Linked DNA regions of Mus musculus: all the other regions are linked to region 2. The links are chromatin contacts, called in public Hi-C and HiCAR-type maps. All regions are on one chromosome and are shown on one strand. The core of a region is the stretch at or near the end of the contact, and the rest is flanking DNA. Distances in the headings are between cores, read along the strand shown.

What was found. A called contact is a pair of places that touch in the nucleus more often than the background predicts. HiCAR-type assays count read pairs that join an accessible place to other places.
Region 1: a contact with region 2 is called in a HiCAR-type map of fibro-adipogenic progenitors, with 4 times the contacts expected there. The contact joins the promoter of Hibadh here to the enhancer-like site in region 2. A contact is called at or near these places in 11 of 39 promoter capture datasets (the 3T3-L1 cell line, 3T3-L1-derived adipocytes, the C10 cell line and 7 more), 2 of 15 datasets of contacts at CTCF or cohesin (CD8 T cells and large pre-B cells), 18 of 484 Hi-C or Micro-C datasets (3T3-L1-derived adipocytes, the AML12 cell line, the AtT-20 cell line and 13 more), 11 of 115 datasets of contacts at active chromatin or transcription factors (the 230-238 cell line, DN3 thymocytes, astrocytes and 7 more) and 5 of 9 other capture datasets (adipose tissue, embryonic stem cells, liver and 2 more).
Region 3: a contact with region 2 is called in a Hi-C map of uterus, with 2.4 times the contacts expected there. The contact joins two enhancer-like sites. A contact is called at or near these places in 1 of 15 datasets of contacts at CTCF or cohesin (pro-B cells), 26 of 484 Hi-C or Micro-C datasets (the 3T3-L1 cell line, the AML12 cell line, the HPC-7 cell line and 18 more), 2 of 115 datasets of contacts at active chromatin or transcription factors (astrocytes and embryonic stem cells) and 1 of 9 other capture datasets (embryonic stem cells).
Region 4: a Hi-C map of rod photoreceptor shows a contact between it and region 2, with 3 times the contacts expected there. The contact joins two enhancer-like sites. A contact is called at or near these places in 2 of 484 Hi-C or Micro-C datasets (CD4 T cells and rod photoreceptor), 3 of 115 datasets of contacts at active chromatin or transcription factors (embryonic stem cells and pancreatic cancer cells) and 2 of 9 other capture datasets (bone marrow-derived macrophages and embryonic stem cells).

The regions. Positions count from the first base shown.
Region 1 is chr6:52,637,028-52,642,019 of GRCm38.p6, forward strand. Hibadh (3-hydroxyisobutyrate dehydrogenase) reads right to left here and starts at 3,273. Exons shown (of 8, transcript NM_145567.1): 1 at 3,134-3,273. The coding sequence starts at 3,221. LOC115490472 (a small nucleolar RNA gene) reads right to left here and starts at 2,328; the gene lies at 2,207-2,328.
Region 2 is chr6:52,836,593-52,842,237 of GRCm38.p6, forward strand. The region is part of intron 2 of Jazf1 (JAZF zinc finger 1); the gene reads right to left. Among named protein-coding and RNA genes, the nearest start is that of Gm52903, 27 kb to the right of the region's middle. Within about 2 kb of position 2,314, at least 51 of the 459 cell types and tissues checked have an H3K27ac peak or open chromatin away from gene starts, as enhancers often do. A contact at or near this core is called in the AtT-20 cell line, adipose tissue, bone marrow-derived macrophages and 6 more, where this site is marked.
Region 3 is chr6:52,607,835-52,612,896 of GRCm38.p6, forward strand. The region is part of intron 4 of Hibadh (3-hydroxyisobutyrate dehydrogenase); the gene reads right to left. Among named protein-coding and RNA genes, the nearest start is that of Hibadh, 30 kb to the right of the region's middle. Within about 2 kb of position 2,312, at least 29 of the 459 cell types and tissues checked have an H3K27ac peak or open chromatin away from gene starts, as enhancers often do. A contact at or near this core is called in uterus, where this site is marked.
Region 4 is chr6:52,694,631-52,699,863 of GRCm38.p6, forward strand. No RefSeq gene overlaps it. Among named protein-coding and RNA genes, the nearest start is that of Tax1bp1, 16 kb to the right of the region's middle. Within about 2 kb of position 3,746, at least 62 of the 459 cell types and tissues checked have an H3K27ac peak or open chromatin away from gene starts, as enhancers often do. A contact at or near this core is called in bone marrow-derived macrophages and rod photoreceptor, where this site is marked.

The DNA of each region.
Region 1 (4,992 bases), core at 2,023-4,522, 200 kb before region 2:
CAGTAAAAGTTCCTCAGCTAAGGATGATGGCGGACTCTGGGAAGGTCTCACGTTACTTCAGTAATAAGTATTTCTCGGTGGGTACTCTTGTAAGTTCAAGGTCAACTTTAGTCCCAAGGCCACATGTAACTTTCAGACCTGCATGTCCCAAACTAAGTGACGCTAATGTAAATGGAAAACAGTAACATTATATACTTGATTACTCTGAGGTTACAACCTCAGAGTTGGACTTGAGGTTTGCTTTGGAATTATTTTAAATGCCAGTGTTTATATAAATTAATAATAATGACAAATAGTAAACTAACCTCAAAAATGTTAACTTTTTTTGAGATTCAAATCTTTTTTTTAAAAAAGTGGAGTACATTCTACAAAACCATTATCACTTCTCCTCCCCTAGCCTCAGGGAACATCGCGGACCATGGGCGCTGAAGAGTGAGAGGATGATGAGGAATGCCACAGAACAAGACCATCCAGACACCACCCAGCTGCTACAATCGTGGTCACCTGACCCTTCAACAGGCCATCATGCACAGAGGTGGTCCCATGAGGACCCACCCTTCCTGTAGTGCTTCTGCCTGCTAATGGGTGTTGCTGGAAGGGTTATCATTTTGTGAATGGTGTGACTGGGGAACAGGCTGGCAAGAAGGGGTTCAGAGGGAAAGGAGGAGGTAGAACAGAGGGGAATGTGGGTGAATATAATCACAAATTGCTGTATTATGGATAAAACTGTGAGGAAAAAAAAGCTTAAATCTAAACATACAAGAAATACAAGCACATACACAAAAGGCATCTGTAGTTTTTTAAACTTAGTATTTGCAACTCTATATACAGTGCTATTCAATTTCCCACCCCACCTTTGGTCAAGTGGTCTTTAAAAATGTCCTGATACAATTTTTCTATGTACATGTTGAGGAGTCCCAATAAGTTAGTTGAAGAAAGTGTGTGTGTGTGTGTGTCCTCTTTAAAAAATAGACCTAAAGCTAAGTACAATTATCTTTTTTAAAAAATACAAATATAATTGAGGAAAATACGTAATAAAAAATATTTATAAAAAATACAAAATTTGCTTATTAAATGAATTATGAAACAGGAAAGAAATTATTTTCTCTGTTTCTTCTGGTATGCATTAAATGTATTACAGCTGCCATAAGTTGACACCTTGTAAGTCTCATTTTTTAAAAAGTACATGGGTCTTTATAACACTATCAACTATTCTCTATAAATAGCTTAAACATAATATGGAGGCAAATCCCTCCACAGAATTCAGAACATCAAGTATTAGTAATTGAACATGGTTCCTTTTCTACATTTTCCTACACTTCAAAGTTGCATGGAGATGAGGTATTTTCCCCAATTTTTAGAAAAGATTTAAATCTCAAAAAAAATTAACATTTTTTGTAATTAGTTTACTATTTGTCATTAATATTAGTTTAAAATAACTAATTTAAAATAACTCCAAAGTAAAAAGGGATTGTTTGAGTGTTTCAAAGACATCACTAAAGAACTTTTTCTTAAAATTAATTGTTCATAGACACATGCCTTTGGGCCAGAGCAGCCCAAGCACAAGATGGCTTGGTAAGGCAGTTTACCCAGCACCAGGGAGACAGGTCCTTCCTGCTGTCAGAGCATAGGATTATAAGCTTTGGCCTCAGACTCTCCTATCATGAATTGTAAGAACTTTCATAACCCTTAAAAGGTACATGAATGGTTCAAGAAACTATCATTAGTCACCTTGTAAAAACACTAAACAGCAAATATATCATCCTGAACTAATCAGATCTCAAAATGTTGTACACTGATAAGAAAACTGCTGCTCCCTTCAAAGTGTTTTTAAAAAGAAAAAAATTATATCCAAAATCATGTGTTTGCATCTGGCTAATCACAATTCCTTATCTGTCATCTGCTACCTATTGCACACAAATGCTCTTCCAAAGCAGAAAGAAATTTCATAAGTTTTTCCTGAGGGCAAAGACTGGGAGCTGCTCAGAAATCAACTCCCAACATATTTCTTACACAAAAATTAAAACAAGTGAACACAAGCACCCTGAATCCAGAGCCTCCTGCATGCTAAGCAAAGGCAACGGTGTTTTGTTTGCTAGTCCTGTATATGATAGTGCTAACCAGCACATTGTTAAAATAAACTTTTACATTTAAAAAAAAAAATCCTTCGGTATCTCCCACAAATCAACCAATTTTTTTTTTCAACACATGTTCCCAACAGGTTAACTGCTAGACAAGTAGCATATGAAAACCCTCATGGGAATTTTTCTTTATGGTCATGTCCACAGCAAATGAGAAACTGCATTCTAAAAGCCTTGGTAATGACCATTTCAACCAATTCTTAATTAAAGAGGTGTCTTGATGTCCTAGAAAATCCAAGAGTCAGGGAGAAACAAGGGGTACTTCCTGGATCTTGTTGGAGAAGTCCCAATTTACTCATTCTAAGGCCTTGGGAGATCCTCATGTGAAAAGCAGTTCTCAGATATTCATGTCGCTCTAAAAGCTTAAAACCTGGTCACTTTCCATACTTGCAGCACAGCATAGTAGTCGGTTAGGTTATAGACACAACTTTGAGGCAAAGAATTGTGGTTAATATTTCGACAAAAGTCCACCACTTTGAGGCAGCACAACTCCATTTCATAATGGAGTTCGCTCTGCTTGCTGGTCAAGGGTGACAAACTTTGCTGGATTTCTAGGATACCGCCATGCCACCGACTAGAGTAGTTAAAACACAAATTAGGCCTTGAAGTCTGAGGGAGCCCCCGCTTAGGGTGAAGCCAGGGAGCTGGAAGGCCAGGGGTCCCAGAGGTGGGTGCGGTGGGGTCACCTCTGGAGCTGAGCCCTCCAAATGTCCTAGGAGCCCCAAATCCAAAGCGCACGCCAGGGACCCAAACATTCCTCCCTTCATCACAAGCTGTTCCTGGGTCCCGCAGAGGAAACGCTGAACAATCTGGAGCCGGGCATAGGGCAGGAGTGGAAGGCTGACGGCTCAGGAGGCAGTTACAAGGGGGCCCAGGCCTAGGAGGCGACCACAATTGTCGCTTTTACCCTCAAACCAACCGCAGCCCTTCGGGCGAAAAGCCCTCCTCGGATGACCAGAGGAAGAAGAGCAGATGGGGCGCGAGGTCCTTACCCGCTGCAAGGCTGCCCACGGGCCGCCGCCGGCCGCTCCAGTACCAGAGGCCGGAGGCTGCTCCCCGGAACCCCAAGGAGGCTGCCATGCTGTCCCCCGCCCCGCCTCCGCGCCGTGACCTCCGCCGCCTCACACACGGCCTGTGAACTACGAGTGTGCGCAGCCGGGATGGCCCGCACCTCCGTAAGGACAGCTCGCGCACGCGCTCTCCTTGCTCGGCTTGGACTCCGCCCAGCGCGGGGCGGAGCACTGTGTTGAGAGGCGTGGCCGGAGTCGGGAACAGTCCAATCAGGATCCCGAAATCCATAGACGCCCTGCCTTGCCTCCGGCTCCTGCTGAATTTACAACCTTTGGGTGAGAGAATTCTTGTTTACCCAAAAGCTGAGGGGTGTGTGGGAGGCGGTGGCTGTCGCTCACTACCGCCTCCTCCGAGCACCTGCACTGAGCAACTGCCTCTTCACTGGGCTGCTAATTGTTTTTCTTCCTCCCAGACAAGAACCGCAGCTACTGCAGTATTAAAGGAAAGAGCAGAAATGTTGTGTTTCCTAGTATAGGGACTCATTTTTAACTTCAGTAATAAATACATGGACCTCCCAGGGTTAACATATATATTTTCAGCGTCTGTTGAAACACAATCACAGAATCTACCATGTGTGTAATAACTGAAATCTATGTGATATACAACTCAATGGTTTTTCCAGTCGTATTTGAAAAGTAGTAGGGAAGTAATTTAATAGCACTGTTCTCTTTGAAGAGTAGAATTTCTAGGAACTTACTGAGTTCCAAGAAATGCGTCAATGTTTAAAATTTTCTACAACCTGCATCTTTTGAACCCAAAATCTAATGGTACATTTAAACCCAGGAAGTAGTATATATGTATATTATAAAAACAGATATTTTGCTGATCTTTCCTTATTTGACTATTTGGTATATTTGGTGGCTTAAATAAGCATGGCCCCCATAGACTCATATGTTTGAGTGCTTGGCACATAGGAGGTGTGACTTTATTGGAGAAGGTGTGGCCTTGTTGGAGGAAAGGCATCACTGTGGAGACCAGCTTTGAGGTCTTACATATGCTCAAACGACAGCTAGTGTGGCACACAGTCCCCTTCTGCTGCTTTCAGATCAAGACCTAGAACTCTCAGCACCAACTCTAGCGCCACGTCTGCCTGGATGCTGCTATGTGCCCCACCATGATGACAATAGACTAGGTCACTGCAACTGTAAGCCAGCCCCAATTAAATGGTTTTGTTTTTATAAGAGTGGCCATGGTTATAGTGTCTTTTCACAGCAATGAAACCCTAAGTAAGACAGTATACATATTTGAATATCTGTTCCTTGAGGATAATCGCAAAGTATTCAATTTCCACTGGAGAATTTTTATCTTCAGTACACTAAAACAAGACTTGTAACCTTTGAAGAAAAGTAGGCCAAGAGGCAAGAATGGGGCTTGGGGGGTAGGGGGAGGGCAAGCAATAAGAAAACCAAGATGCCTACCTTCCATCCTCAAAAAAAAAAAAAAAAGCAAAACAAAACAAAATGACAAAAAACACCTGTGTTCGTCTTGTTTTAATTCATTTTCCTTGTGCTGCAGTCATCCTAAAAAGCAAAATCAAGGGATTCAAGTTTGACCTTTAAAAAGCAAAGTGCCTCTTCCTAGTCACCCACAGGGCTGATAAAAGGAAAACTAAGATTGTCAATTTTTTTTTTTTTTTTTTTTTGCAGGCTCAGGAGTTCTGGCATGGTATTAATGTTCCCAGGAACCCATACGGGAGTTCAAGGACCCATCTGGAGCTATAGGAAACCAATTCCCTTCTAAACAGTCCTCTGCCCCACCCTAAAAACAGAAAAGAAAGTCA
Region 2 (5,645 bases), core at 1,064-3,563:
AAGGAGTAGAACCTCGAAGCAGAATGGCGATAACTTCAGGGGCAGAATACAGCCAGTGGGATTGACCGTGGCATCTGGTGGTTTGCACTGATGTGCTGTGAACTGTGAGGAATGGCAGAGACTGCTGGGAAGGAGTGCTTGAGCCTGGTTCAGGTTTCATTAGTGCGAACAGTCTAAACATGGCCCCCATAAAGTCCTCTGGCCAGCTCTCTGCCCCCGGAAGGTCCTTTGGCCAGCCCTCTGCCTCAGACTCCTCTTTCTCAGGCACACAGAGCTGGGATTTCTGAAGCTACAGAGCTGACTCCAGGACAGCTGCTCCATAAGTGAAGGAAGTGGCACTGAAACACAGGCAAGCAATTTTAAATGCTAACCAAGGTGGGGGGGGGGGAGACCACCTCGTTGGTGCAGGCTTGAAAATTATATTTTGCAGAATTACAATGTTTGAACATGGGGGCATATTTTGGATCTGGGAGTTAGGGATGGGAATGAAAGCTGGACATTTTATGGAGCTAACCTCAGTGAGGGATTAAAAAAAAATGTAAGTTCGCTCATTCTCCAATTGGTGAGGAGTTTAAAAATGAACAATGACTTAATTTCTCCAAAATTAAGTGAAAAAGTAAGCCTGTCAATCATCCCATGAACACGAGTGGCCCACGCTGTCTTCACTGTCTGACAACGCGTCGCCCTGCTCACAGGCTGGACCGCAAGCTCAGGGCACAGGTACGAGGAGGTTACAGCTGGAAAAGGAAGGTGGCCGGCTGGCGGTCCAGTTGTATCTGTGTTGCTTGTAAATAATCACTAGTTGACTAGTTCAAACAGAAACACTAGAGATAGGCCCCGTTGTTACAATGCTATTAAGGAGAGGCAGAGAGGAAAATTCACTCCTTGTTCCTAATAGGTGATTGCTAAGCGACTATGAAGGCTGTCCTACCCACTCTATGTAACTGTGTGACCTCGGAATCCTCAACTGCTGCTCACACAATCCAAGCAACGGGACAACTCACAGGTGTGACTGAATGCTTGAAAAGACGTTAAGCCGTGCTGGAGGAATGACAAGTGCCCTGGACTCACCTAGCACTTGCTGTACATTACACTCAGGATGTTTTAAAGTGCTGGGACCTCGGCTTGATCTTGAGACTTCAGCCTCTCGTGGTGGCTGATGCCTCTTGGGGCACAAAATTATGTACATCGTTAAAACTTCATCAAGTAATAATTCTACTATGATTGTTAACATAAATAACAGCAGTAAATAAGTACACAGTGATAGATCTGTTTCCGTTCTATCCAGAGAATTGCAGTTCAGCTCTGATGTGTGAACTCAGGACATTATTCCCACTGCTAACTGCCACTCAACTTCCTGAGGGTGGGTCTTCCTTCCATTTAAGGTTAGCACATTCCTAGCTAAACAAGAGAAACAGACCAGCTTCAAACAGGACTCATTCACACAGGGTGAGGTCTACATACTCAGGGGTCACGTGACCGGGCAGGCAAGTTTCTGCCTTCTGCTGTTTTTCTTCCTGACAATAGAAGGAAAAACTGTTCTTGTGAAAATTAATTAAGTTTTGTTCATACGGAAAAAAGAGGCCAATGTGAACAGAAACAAGGGCCTCTCGCAGGAAGAAGTCCTTGTCATTCTCAGTGGTGCAGGACAGCTTTCTCATCTGACCAATGTTCCCCTCACCTTTCCACCAACAACAAACGTATCGGCTGCTAAGATACACTGCCACGATATGATTGCTGGGAAAATACATGGTGTAATACCAAGCACTCTAAATACCCGTAAGTGGAAAAAGACATAAACGACCATTTTAATTACTTTCCGCATGTAAAACGCAGCTGTAGTAATGTTGGCAGGTCTCACCTGCCCTGTTTTAAATCTGTGACATGAAATCATGACACTTAATTAAGTCTTAATGCATAAAAATATTTTTATTTACTTTTTATGGAATATCAGCATTTAAAGCTTTCTATTTATGTAAGTGCTTTATAAATTACTTGAAATACTTAAAAAAAAAAAACCCTGAGTACTACTAATCAGCAGTTATAAGTACCAGTTTCAATTTCATTAATTAAATGCCTTTTTGGTGGACTCCTGCTGCTGTGTGAACTAGCTCTAGGCTATGAAAGTAATGAGTCCGGACAGAGTCATCTGATCTCACACTTGGTGCAAAACGCAGGGAAAGGCCTTGCCCACAATTCCTAGCCTGTTTACCAGACTGCAAGCAGTCGGTCTGACTGTTGGAAGCATTAAGAAGCCTCAGGCTTTGCCCTTCCCCCTTCTGTAGTTTCCCAGTTTCTGATTTTTAGAAGGATTGTCTCAGAAAATATGGTATTCTAGCGCCCTCTGCAGGCCGCAAGCCTGTCAGCCTCTTGCCAGCGTGGCTTTTCATCAGCAGAAGTGGAAGCGAGGGATATCACGATTATTAGAGCCCAGAGGCAGAGCTCACTGGAAGGATGTTTCCTAAGGGCAGGCTGGCACTGGTTATTCCCCCCCCCCAAAAAAAAGCCTTAGGAAAACCCTCCTTTGCTGGCTTGTTCGGGATGTAAATTTCTGTCTTCAAAGGACATGGCAGAGCTTTAGGGGACTGACTTGTTTTTTATTGTCGATGTCCTAACAGTTCTTAAGGTCTGGAAGAATACAGGCTCTGACTGATCCCTCAGAGACTATACGGTGCCTGGGCTTAGGAAGGCTAGTTAGGGAGAAGAAGAAAATAGAAGTCAACTGTGTGGGCACAGCTGAGACTTGCTCAGCCAACGTCTCATTCTCATGAAGTGGCAACTTAGGAAAATGCAGGGGCTCTCTCAAGTGTTTTAAGGAACTTAGCATGGATTTTTAAAGGGCATTTTATATTGATTTTAAAACATTTTAGATGGGGTTGATATAAAACATTGCTGAAAGAAAGCTACTTGTAAAGATAAAATTGTGGCGGTGGGGAGGTGGAGAGACATCTCTGGGGTTAAGAGAACCCACAGCTCTGGAGGAGGACCTGAGTTCAGCACCCGTGTCTGGCAGCTCACAACTGCCTGCAACTCCAGCTCCAGGGGGTCTAAAGCCTTCTTCTGCACGCATCTGCCGCAACACTCACCGATATGCATGCACATAAATCAAAAGAGATAAAAACGAGCAAATGTCAAGAAAGTGACAAGAAAACAAAGGAAGGCCGTGGCTCTGATGGAGAGGCACTCCCCAGGCCACACTGTGAGCCTTGGAGTCTGCTTGACTATCAGCAAACAATCAATAAATAACCTTTTTGTTCATTTTCTTCTACCAAGTCTTGCTATAGCTATAGCCCAGGTGGTGTTGAGCTAAAGGCCCTCCAGACTTCTGGGGTTACAGCTGCGTGCCCCCACAGCTAGTCTGAGAGTCTCTCAGGAGACTTGTCTTTCAAATAGTTTTAAGTCAGCATAAGTATTAAAAGGTACTGAATTAGTTTTCTTAACAGTTAAGAGCATTAATTTTTTTCCTTCCAGTACTGGGGACTGAACTTTGGGCCTCAGGCACAAAGAAAGCACTCCATCAATGAGCTGAAAGCATTCACTTGCAATGTGGAACATTATCCCATATATTCCCTTGTAGTGAAGTTATACAGTGTAGGGTCATTTATAAACCTCTTGAATCATAACGAGACCCATGCTTTAGCCAACTCACAGAGGTGGATAGACATCTCACACACAGGAACTCTTACCCAGGCAGTCCACAATGAAACTGAAGAAATGTCTGTGTTAAACTATCCTTTCATGGTGCTGTGGTCATTTAACAGGCTTTCTTGAGAGACTACAAGGATACCAAGGAGGCAGGGGTCTGAGGGCAAGGTTGCAGTTTTGCTGGGAGCCTGGGGCCTGGCAGCACCTTCACCCAGAGGATATTCAGTGCTTCAGACAAGATCAGTATGTCCTCAGGGGAACGGACCAGAGATTTTGGTTCCAATAAAATGACACTTCCAAATAAAAACTCAAAATGAAAATGTTGAGCTTCCAGATTTGTTAAATTCAGGAACAAGGGCTCTCAGCAGGACCTGTCAACAGCCCGGGTTAGAAGAGGGCAGCTGCTGCTGCGGTGTAGCTCAGCATACCCATCCCAAACATCCCAAGTCAGCCACACACCATTCGTCCAGGCTGGAATCTGGCTGCCAGACTGGTCCCCAGCTCGGCTTATCTCCCACTGGGAGGCTGAGGCAGCCAGGAAGGAATGGCGGTTTTCCAGCAGATGTGGTCTGCTGAAGAAGGGCAGCCCAACCCAGGCTTGGCGCCGCCACATTTATGGTCCTTCCTCCACTTCTGCTTGCTGCCTGCTGCCCCCTCATTGCTTGCTGGCAGCCCCAGCCAGGGGACAGGTGATGAGGATTAAGCCTAGCGTATTTGCATATCCTCAGCCTAGGGAAGGAAATTAATACCACAGTGACATGATTTAGTGGCTAGGTTTATACAGTGGAAAACGCTGCAGCAGTTGTGAGCTCTGGGAGACCAAGGAAGGCATGGAAGGCAACGTGTTTGGCAGGATGGGCTAGCTCCCGGTCAGTGGAAGGAGCACGAAGAAATGGATCATTCTGAGGAGAAGTGGTGTCCAAAATTCACTTGCAAGTTACGAATGGGCACAGGAAACTATTTTTGCCCGCTTTTTTGCTGGGTGGGGTGGACAGAGGTGGGGCTGACCGCCATCCTCACCTCTTCAGAAAGGCCCTGTTATGGCAGGATAGGCCTTGGGCCACGCTCGGGCCACACTCTGCCCACTCTGCAGCCAACTTCAGACCTTGTCTGTCAGGCAAGTATTTCAGGAATGCCAAAGACATTTTCTCTTTATAACGAGAACGTAGAAACAGTTTTAGCCTCTCCCCGAAGTTTAGGAGAAAACAATTTGCTCCCAGCACACGTTCATTTGCCCAGACTACTTTCCTTCAGGAGGGCAGCAAGGGGGTGCTTTCAGATGAGTATTTAGACAGCCATAACAGGCTGTAGCTGAAGCAGGCAAGAAGGCAGTTATCATTCTTTCAATTCGCTGTCATCCAAAGGTACTTTTAAAAAATGGATGCCATTAAGAGCTTCTCATTCCCATGAACCCAGTCCTGCAGTGGGTACATTTCTGGGCAAACATAAATTGCTATATCGGTGCCCACTTCCCACAACAGCAGTGAGTTCCCCTCTAAGCATAACCTCAGAATTGCCTAGGACAGAAACAGCATCATCACTCAGGATGATGGCCAATAATAAAGCAAGCAAGCTACTTATCAACAAATGCCAGAACACACATTAAAAACAGGGCTGTCTTCTTTACTGCTGCCATCTAAGGTGGCCAGATACACTTAAAATTGGCATGTTGCCAATTTATTCTCCAAAAACATCTTTGACATTTTCTTAAAAAGAACTTAGGCCGAGCTTTCCTGTGATTAAATTTGGAGAGTAAGATGTGCAATTCAACCCCAGAACCCCTTGGACCAGAATCCACAGGGCTAAAGATACTGAGACCAGGTAAATTGAAGTTAAGTGTGGATTTCAACAGCCATCAGAACAGAAACTCCCCCAAGAGCACATCTCAAGTATACAGCTGAAAATACTTAAAAGCCTTGATGTGTGTGAGCACTGTGCATGCTGAGGCCGGGGGTGGTGGTGGTGGTGGTGGTGGTGGTGGTGGTGGTGGTGGTGGTGGT
Region 3 (5,062 bases), core at 1,062-3,561, 230 kb before region 2:
GCATAAAGCAATATACAATCATATAAAATTATATAAACACAGTACTTTGAATTGTAAGCTATTTTGTTGAAGGAAATGTAACCTTTCCTTTTTGTGTGCATGCAGATAAGAAGTGTAAATTTCATGAGTTATTGCGTGTGTGGAGTGGGCCAGAGTTGACATTAGAGGTCTTAGACCTTCACTCACTCTCCACTTTCTTTTCAGTGTGTGTGTGTGTGTGTGTGTGTGTGTGTGTGTCTGTGTGTGTGTCTGTGCGTGTATGAGTGCTTGTATTCAACAGCATGCCTACAAAAGCCAGGAGGACAGCATCACCTTGTCTGAGACAGGGCCCGGGGCTGGCCAGCCCATGAGTTTCCAGGGATTCTCCAGTCTCCACATCCCATCTTGCTTTAGGTGTTCTGGGATTATACACATGTGCTACTGCACCTAAACTCTATGTGGGTTCTGGAAATTCAAATTCTGACCTTTGTGCCTTTGTAGCAAATGTTTTACCTCCTGAGCCGGCTTTCCAGCCCCTGGTACTGAGATTTGTCCTTCCTTAAGACAATTTACTAACAGGGATAACAGTGGTAAGAGAATGGTGTGAACAGACCAACTTTCGTTCTTTGTTTAAAAAATACTTCTTGGGGGCTGAGGCGATGGTTCAATGGTTAAAAGTACTGACTGTTCTTTCAAAGGACCCAGGTTCAAATCAACATGACAGCTCGTAACTGTCTGTAATTCCAGTGCCAGGGGATCTGACACCGTCACACAGACATCCATGGAGGCAGAACACCAAGGTAAATAAAATGTTTTTTAAAAAATCTAAAAATACTTGCTAAAGAACTGTTAAATTTAAACCTAAATTCCAGTATTTCACATGGGATATTACAGAAATCATCTGAGGATTTCAGAACTTATCTTTAACATACATTTTCCATTTCCAAACTCAACACTCTTTCAGGTAACATAGAATCAGCTGTGTAAGTTAAATGCAGTGTTGGTTTCTCTATAAATATGCATACCAGCATATGAAGGAAAAATCAGAACAGGAACAGCCAACAGCTCAGGGAGACGTGCCTCTTCATGGCAACTGGCTAGTGTGGAAAGTGCTGCAGAGGAGATCCTGTTCTGCACAGCTCCTGGGAATGCTGCTACATTAGCGTACACTTTGCAACTATACAAATTATTACATGTTTTCCTACATTCTAAACTTCATGAAAGTATTCCTCTTTACACTATTCTGAATACTACAGTTTAAGAATGAGGAATGACTGCAGGAAAACCCAAAATGTTCAACATTAATCTTTAAATATTTTTATTTTACTTACTTATTGTAATCCCAGGCCTTGTGAACGTTAGGCAAGAGGCCCACCACCATCTTGAAAAGGGATAGGATGTGGGCTCAATGGTAGAGAAAGTCATATGTTTGATTCCCAGCATCATATATATATGAATCAGCAGGTAGCTTGGTAAAGCATGAAGAAAAGAAAGAAAGAACTGATTGATTCTTCATTAAGTTTTTATTAAATGTCCACTAAGAATATATACTGGAAAGCCGGGCGTGATGGTGCACGCCTTTAGTCCCAGCACTCGGGAGGCAGAGGCAGGCAGATTTCTGAGTTCGAGGCCAGTCTGGTCTACTGAGTGTGTTCAAGGACAGCCAGGGGTACACAAAGAAACCCTGTCTCGAAAATAAATAAATAAATAAATAAATAAATAAAAGAATATATACTGGAGATATAAATTTTTTTTATTTTTCTAAATAAGGCCTACACACGTCCAAGTCTAAGAGAAGAAACAAGCACATAAATGTAATACAGTAGTCCTAGTAATGGAATAGATGCTATGCTATGCACAAAAGAAAGAAGTGGACATAGCTCAACTGCTGCAAAATAAACAATCTTTTCTGTCCTTCAGCTTTCAGGCCCAATCCTGTCCAACCCCCAAGGGTTTATGTCTGGGAATGGGTCACGTCCCGGTCATATCAAGCACTTACTTCTTCCTCTGCAGGCTTGAGTAAGCACCAGGAGCTAGCTAGTAATCTCAAACAGGAAAAGCTCCCCAAACCGGTTCCAACCCACTCATTCTGTTGCAACTTTAATTTTTTCAAAACCTATTTTTAATGATGGCTCTTAAACACTTTAAGCTCCCTTCTAGCCCACCACCCAGCAGAGGTAGTGGGAAAGAAAGGATATGTGTTGTCTGGAAAGCAGCAGTTCAGTTCACAGGTTAGCAGAGGCAGCTTGATCCACTCACAAACTCTTCACAGATAGGGTCGAGCTAGCCAACATGAATCAGCAGCAGTGCCACTACCTAGCAGAGACAGCCAAGCCTCAGCCTCAGCTCGGGTGAGCAGGAGGGACCAGGAGGAATGCCAAGAGTTCTCTCAGGGAAGCGAAGACTCAGCAAAGACACCAGACCCACAAGTGTTGCACTGCTAGCTCTATACAAGCCAAACTCAGCCTCCATCAATGACTGTGAAGTCCTACATTTATACCCTTCAAACATCACATGTCTTGCCTCAGTACATGTGTCTGTCTCAACTGACATCCATCTGCCAATCCGCCCAAGTCCACGGAAGTGGCAATGAACTACAGCACACTACCAGAAGTTTTTTGGTGTGTTTCTCTCTATGGAATCTCAACAAATGCTCAACTACACAGTGTAAGGCGGACCAATACATGCGTGTTGTTAGCAAAGGCCCCCTTCATCATGTGTCCTTTCATGTGTTTGCTTTAGCAGCATCTCCTTTTACCTGTGTCTGCTTCAGCGAAATGTTCCTTCACAAGTCTGCCTTAGTCCTCCACCTGTGTCCATTTCAGGAAAATGCTCCTTCACATGTTTGCCCCAGCAAAACACCTTCCAACACAACTGACTTTCCAAAGAACTCTTAAGTTTCCACTTCATGCTCTCTGAGAACACAGGTCACTCTCCAACTAATTAGTAGGATGGGTCAGAACTTTCAGTTCTTCAAATTACACAATAATGTTTTCTCAACCAATTTCTCCTAAGTGACTGCAGAAGAAATGGAAAGCCCGGCTCAGGTTAGAAGCTGGCCTCTAGGGGTTAGAAGACAAGGCAGTTCCCTTTAGGTTCTCAAGATGTGACAGTACCTACCAGAGAGTAAGTAGCAGACAGAACTAGCTGTGGGGAAGACAAATTGTCAGAAAAAAAGCTATCAGAAAGAGACTGCCATGACAAGGACAAGGTTCTGGACAAAGAGAAGACACCCAGATACCACTAAAAGGAAGGAGCTCTGGCAGATAAAAGAAAAGCCAACCTGACCTAGAGACGGGAATCCTGTTCCCAGGTTTGCTAACCACCCAGAAAGCCCCAGGCAAGTCATTTAGTGGTTTTGAACCTCATTTTTCCATCTATAAAATAATAGAGTCAGACTACAGTAATTCATAAGGTTCCTTCTAATAATAAATGTCCATTCTAGGAGCAGAAGAGACACTTAAAAGCTGGACACACTACTTAACCACAACACTCATGAAAAAGCATAGTAACCTCTATTGACATTTACCAACTACTTCATCAGATCTGAGCAAATGTGGGTATTTCATAACAACTTGCCAAGTAACATACTCATTAGTGATCAGAAATATAGAGACAAGGTTAAAGAACTATTTACTACAATCAAACAGATTTCTATACAGAATCACTTTCTCCAGCTTGCTAACAAATCCTGGACAAGTATCTTGGTTACCTGACTCAACTGGGTCTATCATGTACTCAAATGCCATGACTTTTACTTTCTCACAATTGTATAGATAAGCAATTTGCACTGAGCCTATTGGACAGTGCATTGCTGGTCAGGTCCATGGTGACCAGTGAGGTTGCAGTCATCTGGCACGCCGACTAGGGCAGGATGGTCAAGATGGCAGACCCACACTCACCCATTCTTTGTGTGCCTATACAAGCTGGATCAGGCTGCTGTGTTGATGGAAGAATCCCACATAGAAAGAGGCACATTTTAGTGTTCAAAGTGCTTCCAAATCTCCTTGTCTAAAACATTTAATGAATCACTGTACAAAGCATGCCATACGGTTAAGGCCAATCCATTTCAGGAGTGGAAACAGGAGAGATACTAAAGATCAGTCATTCAATGTCATTACTGTAACAGCGCACCACATCAGTTATTTGCTATTTTAGCCGAGAAATGAGTTCACACTCTAAAGAGCATTCTTGATTTAACAACTTTTATTTCTACTTGCAACAAATTAAGGACACTGAGAAAGTTTCTAAACACAGCTGTGTTATAATAACTGTGAAGTAAATATCACACTCATATTCAGCTTTCCTACCAAACAGGTACAAGCTTGAAATAAGTTACTTAACATCTCTGTGTATTATTTTCACTTGATAAAGGGGGGACCACCACTATCCTGTCTGTTTTTCATAGTTGTTTTTCCACTTGAATTCAGCCTAAAATTTTAAACATTTATTGGACACTAACAATGTTCCAGTATTATACTAGACAGACTGAAAGGGCAGGCTCCCGTGATGTATAAAAAACTGTATAATTTTTTAAAGCCCTGGAAGTAATCCAAACGTTCATCATAGTAGAAAGGCTGGAGTATGGTTATTTATATAGACCATCACATAGCAGTTAAAATTAATGAACTACGAGTAATAAGTATGTAACAGCAAAACATTCATGTATTATATGTGCTCACTTAACCAAAGGGATAAGTAGAGGCTGACATTCAATCCACATTGTTTGACAGACCATAAACCCTGTTGTAGGGTGACATTTGTCCAAACAAGAGTGGCTTTTTTTTTTAAGTACCTCTGGAACTGAGTGTGGTGGTACAGCATGTGCCACCACTATAGTAATTCCAGCCACAGTGACAGAGGCAGGAAGTTACCAAGTTTTAGGCCAGCCTGGATTTTATAGCAATCTCTTATTTCAAAGACAACCCAGACTCCGCAGGCTTACCTAGGAGTGTTTCAGTACTGAGAAGACAGCTCTTTCTGATTCTCACAAAGAACTGGACAGACTAATGCCTCTTCTAACAACACACATGACAACTCAGGAACAGAGCAGAAAGCAACATGCCAGTTACAGAATGATGAT
Region 4 (5,233 bases), core at 2,496-4,995, 140 kb before region 2:
AGACTTGATCTAAAAGAATATCTATCAAGTGCTGGGTAGTTCAGTAGCATAGTGTTTGCTTAGCATGCACAAGGCCCTAGCTTGCACCCCTAATGTGTGGAGAAGATAGAAGGGGTGGGGTAGAAAGGATGGAGGTGAGGGGGAGAACAGAAAAATAAAACCAGGGGCTGGTGAGATAGCTCAGCGGGTAAGAGCACTCTTCCCAAGGTCCTGAGTTCAAATCCCAGCAACCACATGGTGGCTCACAAACACCTGTAATGAGATCTGACTCCATCTTCTGGTGTGTCTGAAGACAGCTACAGTGTACTTATTTATAATAATAAATAAATCTTTGGGCCAGGGCGAGCAGGGACTGAACGAGTGGGGTTGACTGGAGTGAGTGAGGCTGACAGGAGCGAGCAGGGGTTGACCAGAGTGAGCAGAGGTCCTAAATTCAATTGCCAACAACCAGATGAAGGCTCACAACTATCTGGACAGCGACAGTGTGTATTCATATTCACAAAATAAATAAATAAATCTTAAATAAATAAAGAAAAAGAAAACCAAAAATTTTAAATGGCAGTTACTTCGGAAGATGAATCAGACTAATAGAAATCTAAAATAGGTAGATGAAAGAAATTGATAATATTTTAGTTCTTTTCAAGTTGCTTGTGCCTTTTATTATTATATTATTTCTAATATCAAATACAAATCATGTGGCTTCTTTTGTATGTGTCAAACCAGGAAAAGAAAGTGAGCTAGCTAGCTAGCTTGGGATGGAGTTAGGTTTTGTGTCTGCCATCCACCCAGCCATCTGCTGGTGCCGGCAGGAGAACACTTCGGCATCTGGAGGCTGTTGTTTACTGCGTCACGGGTACCAAGAGGTGAGTTGGTCCCCTAAGTGAAAGATAACTAACTCATTCAAAGTTGGAACTACCCAATATATATCCAATCATTACACACACAGAGTGGACACCACTCAGGAAGAGCATACTTTATTTGTATTTTAAACATCCTATTACTGTTTGACAACATAGTGATCTCACCAAGACGTACTGGGGATTCTAATGCATTCTTTTACAGACAATTTTCTGTATGCTCCTTGTACAGCACCAAGTTGCCAAAGGTCATGCCTTAGGCTCACTTAGACTTCTCCACAGGCGTGGAGACGCACATGCTCAGCTATACACGTAGGATTAAAGTGTGATCGCCCTTGGCCTCCTATGAGTAAAGTCACAAATCTCAGCAATCTTTCTGGTCTATGGTTTCTGAAGTCCTGGCAGCCCTTGCCATCTGTAAATGGCTAAGTTCATTCATTCTAATTAAGTGTCAGAAACGAACATTGAAAACATACAGAGCTCCCTTTTCCTTAATGAGGAATATTACCAGCATCTGAGCTTAAGCTACGTGCCAAACACAGTGCTTGTGCTGGAGTCTAAGGCGGCAGACTGTTTTGAAGGATAGTAAAAGAGCTTTGAAAAAGAATTTTTCATTTTAAGTAAGTTTTAGACCATAAAAATCTATGCTTGCTCTCTTTACAAGGAAAAGGAAGACTTTGTAAATCATCTTGAAGATATGATTAATATTAATAACAGTTATTTTGACAGTCTGAGTTTTGCTTTATGTTGCCAATTAAATGTTTTCATCATGAAAGTTAGATAATTGCTATCTCTCCATTCTACTTTCTCTAAATTAGATAGTGTCAATAATTGATTCAGGCTATGATGGTAATTTTTTTGCAAATTAAAATAATAGCTTCTAATGAAGCCATCACCAGCACTACGCCTTCCTCCCTTTCCCTCTCACTATCCAACCCCTCCCCTCTCTCTCTGTGTGTGAGAGAGAGAGAGAGAGAGAGAGAGAGAGAGAGAGAGAGAGAGAGAGAGAGAGAGTATTTTAAGAATGCATATTCACATACACATGTGTATAGAAAATTGTTGTTATTTGGCTTTTGGTTTCTTCTTTTAAAAAGATTTATTTTATGTATATGAATACACTGTTGCTGTCTTCAGACACACCAGAAGTGGGCATGGGATTCCATGCCACCATGTGGTTGTGAGCCACCATATGGTTGCTGGGAATTGAACTTAGGGGAGGCCTTTGGGAGAGCAGTCAGTGCTTTTAACCACTGAGCCATCTCTCCAGTCCCAGCTTTTGGTTTCTTGGGGCAGGGTGTCCTGTAGCTCAGGTTGTCTTGGAACTCAAAGTATAGATGAGGAGAACCTTAAGCCCCTGACCTCTCTCACCCCACCCCCCACTTCCAATAAGTGTTGGGATTATAGGCCTGCATCACCATGGCAACTGGAAACCATATGTTAAAAACACTGCCTGCTTGAACATGTAAGAATTGATTTATAAAAAAATAAACTTGCTAATGAATTTTTTGTTAGATTAAGTCACAAGTAGTTTTCCAGTCTTTTGATTATTATTTAAAATGGCACACAGAGCGTGGCATATGCATCATTTTATAACCCAAATTTCTAGTCTCTCTTCTAGGATGATTTCTTATATAGTTATTAGTGTCTCTCTGCATAAACTCTTGACTTTTAGGCACCACGATGGCACTATAGTCAGTCACTTATTCATTAATTATATTACATGGTAAGGCCATGGTGATGAATGAAACAAAATGTGATCTTTTAGCACATAGCAACATTAACTACTGATAGCAAAGGATATTAGAAAATAATCATGAAAACTAATGAAACTATAAAGTATGAATAAACAGTAGGTGTATAGTGTCAAAAGAGTGTAATAGGGGATGGGGTTTGATGGTGAAGGCCTGAAATTCCAGCTACTTTGTAGGCTAAGGCAAGAGGACAGCAAGTTCAAGGCCTGCTTGGGCAAGTTAGTGTGACCCTGTCTCAAAATAGTGAGAAAGAGGGCTGGGGACATAGCTTAGTGGCAGAGCATTTATCCAGCATGTAGAAGGTCTTAATGCTCTAAAAGAAAACAATTACAATGTGAGAATTCTAAGTTAGGGTCTCAGGAGGCTTCCCAAAAGATGTGTTATCAGATATGGGGAAGAGCAAGCAGAGAGAATTGCCCATCCGAGCTAGGTGTGCTGGCTGTAATCCTACTTCTGTGGGGGCAAAAGCAGGAGGGTCGTGAGGTCAAGGCCAGCTGTATTACACAATGAATCCCTGCCTCAGAAAAAATTTGATCATTCGAACTTCTTTTTCATTACAATTCTTTTTAATTACTGGTATTTACTCGTAAAGCTACTATAGATTGCTTATCTTAATTAAACTCACAAAAATGGACTACATATTGTTTGATGAACACCGTGGAAAGGTACTAAAATAATATTCTTACCTTCTTGAATTTACTTAATTTGGAGAAAAGCTCGAGATGGTACTATAAAGATTTGATGAGCAAAATAAGCCATTTGCAAACATTTCCCTGGGTATATGGCATCCATTTTAGGCTTTACAGAATGAAGGTGAATTTGAGCACAGACACAGGGGGAAAAAGCATTTTGAAATACATCCTAGAAACTGCGTTACTGGGGTTTTCTAAGAGGAAGTGGCCAGAGCTGGACAGTTAGATTGTAACCAGGCTGTGGCAGTTCTTGATCACCATGCTGAGATATTTGTGCAAACTTCTGACAGCAATGGATGATAACTGTGTGTGTCTGCTTTGCTCAGCGTTCCCAGGAACATGGTTCTGAGCCAAGGAAGTGATTAACGCTTGTATCCCTCTGTCTCTGTCTGTCCCTTAAGCAGGCTGAAGGTGAGAGGAGCAGATTATATGCATTTGGAGCAGCCCACAGCCTGTGTCCTAGAGTCACCTCTCTTGTTCTACTCACGCTAATAAGCCCAGTACATCCTGTTAGTCTAACTAACAGCTGTTAGTTTCTGTTTCTTCCTGACCTGTGAGTAGAAGCTGGGCCATAAAAGAAGGCCTAAATCTCATATATTCTGTTTTGTAAAAGACTACATTTGTTTCCAATCAGGACAAAACAAAACAAATCACTAATCAGACAGCCACCCTTCCAACTTCCAGGAAGAAATATTTAGGCATCTGTAAAGACAAAGCAAGTGTACGGAAACATTACCAGCTGTGCTCTGTGGACTTCTGTGATCCTGCACCAGGGATGCTGAGGGAGAAGAACTGAGTTTAAGCCTCCTTGAGCCCCATACCAAAATTCCATCTGAAAACTGAGACTAAATCAACCAAATAAACAAAACGGATGAACACACACACACACAAAATTACTAATTATTGAGTCTGGGTGACAGTATGCAGATACTCACTGTACAATTATTATTCTGCTTTTCTACATGTTTGAAATTGTTCATAATAAAAGGTTAGAGAGGTTAGAGAGAGTTTTTATTACAAAAAATCCTCCTAGTAGCCAAAGTCCTCAACATATAGTAAGGAAACCAATCAACTCCAGATCATTAGGGGAAAATCTTTATTAAAAAGACAGTAAGTGTTGCTAGCCAGGGGGCACACACACCTTTAATCCCAACATTTGGGTGGGAGGCAGAGGTATGTGGATCTCTAAGTATGAGGCCAGCCCAGTCTGTAGAGCAAGTTCCTGGACAGTCAGGGATCCACAGAAAAGCCCTCTCTTAAGGGAAAAAAAAAAAAAAAAAAAAAAAAAAAAACCAGGAAGTGGGTAACTCACAAGCCTTGGGGATGGCTTGAAAACCATACTGCTAGGCATGGCTCATGAAGAACTAGTCACTTTGTCCCTAGTGACCACACAGCTGATTCTTCTGACCCAACTGATGCTGCTGTGTGTCCCATTGAGGCCCAGGATCATCTGCCAACACGCTAAGTTTATAGAGAGGACTGGAAGACAGTTTTATTGGTAAAGTGCCTGCCACACAAACCTGAGGACCTGAGTCTGATCTCCAGCACCTCTCTAAAAGCAGACATGGTGGCATGTGCTTGACGTCCTAGTGCCAAAGGGCAGAGACTGGGACACACTGGCCAGCCATCATAGCGTAAAGGGTGATTGATCCCCAGGACAAAACACCCTGTCCCAGTAAACATGGTGGGTGGCTCCTGAGGAATTACATCCAAGGTTGCCCACTGGCATCCATACTCACGTGCATACACATACATGTATGTACCTACTCATATGCAAATGTTGGCTTTTCTTTTTTGGACAGGGTCTCATTATGTAGCTCAGGCTGGCCTCAAACTTTCAGTCTTCCTGCCTCTATTGATACTGTGTGTGCCTCTCTCTCCAGCAAAAGTGTGTGAGTGTTTGTGTGTGTGTGTGTGTGTGTGTGTGTGTGTA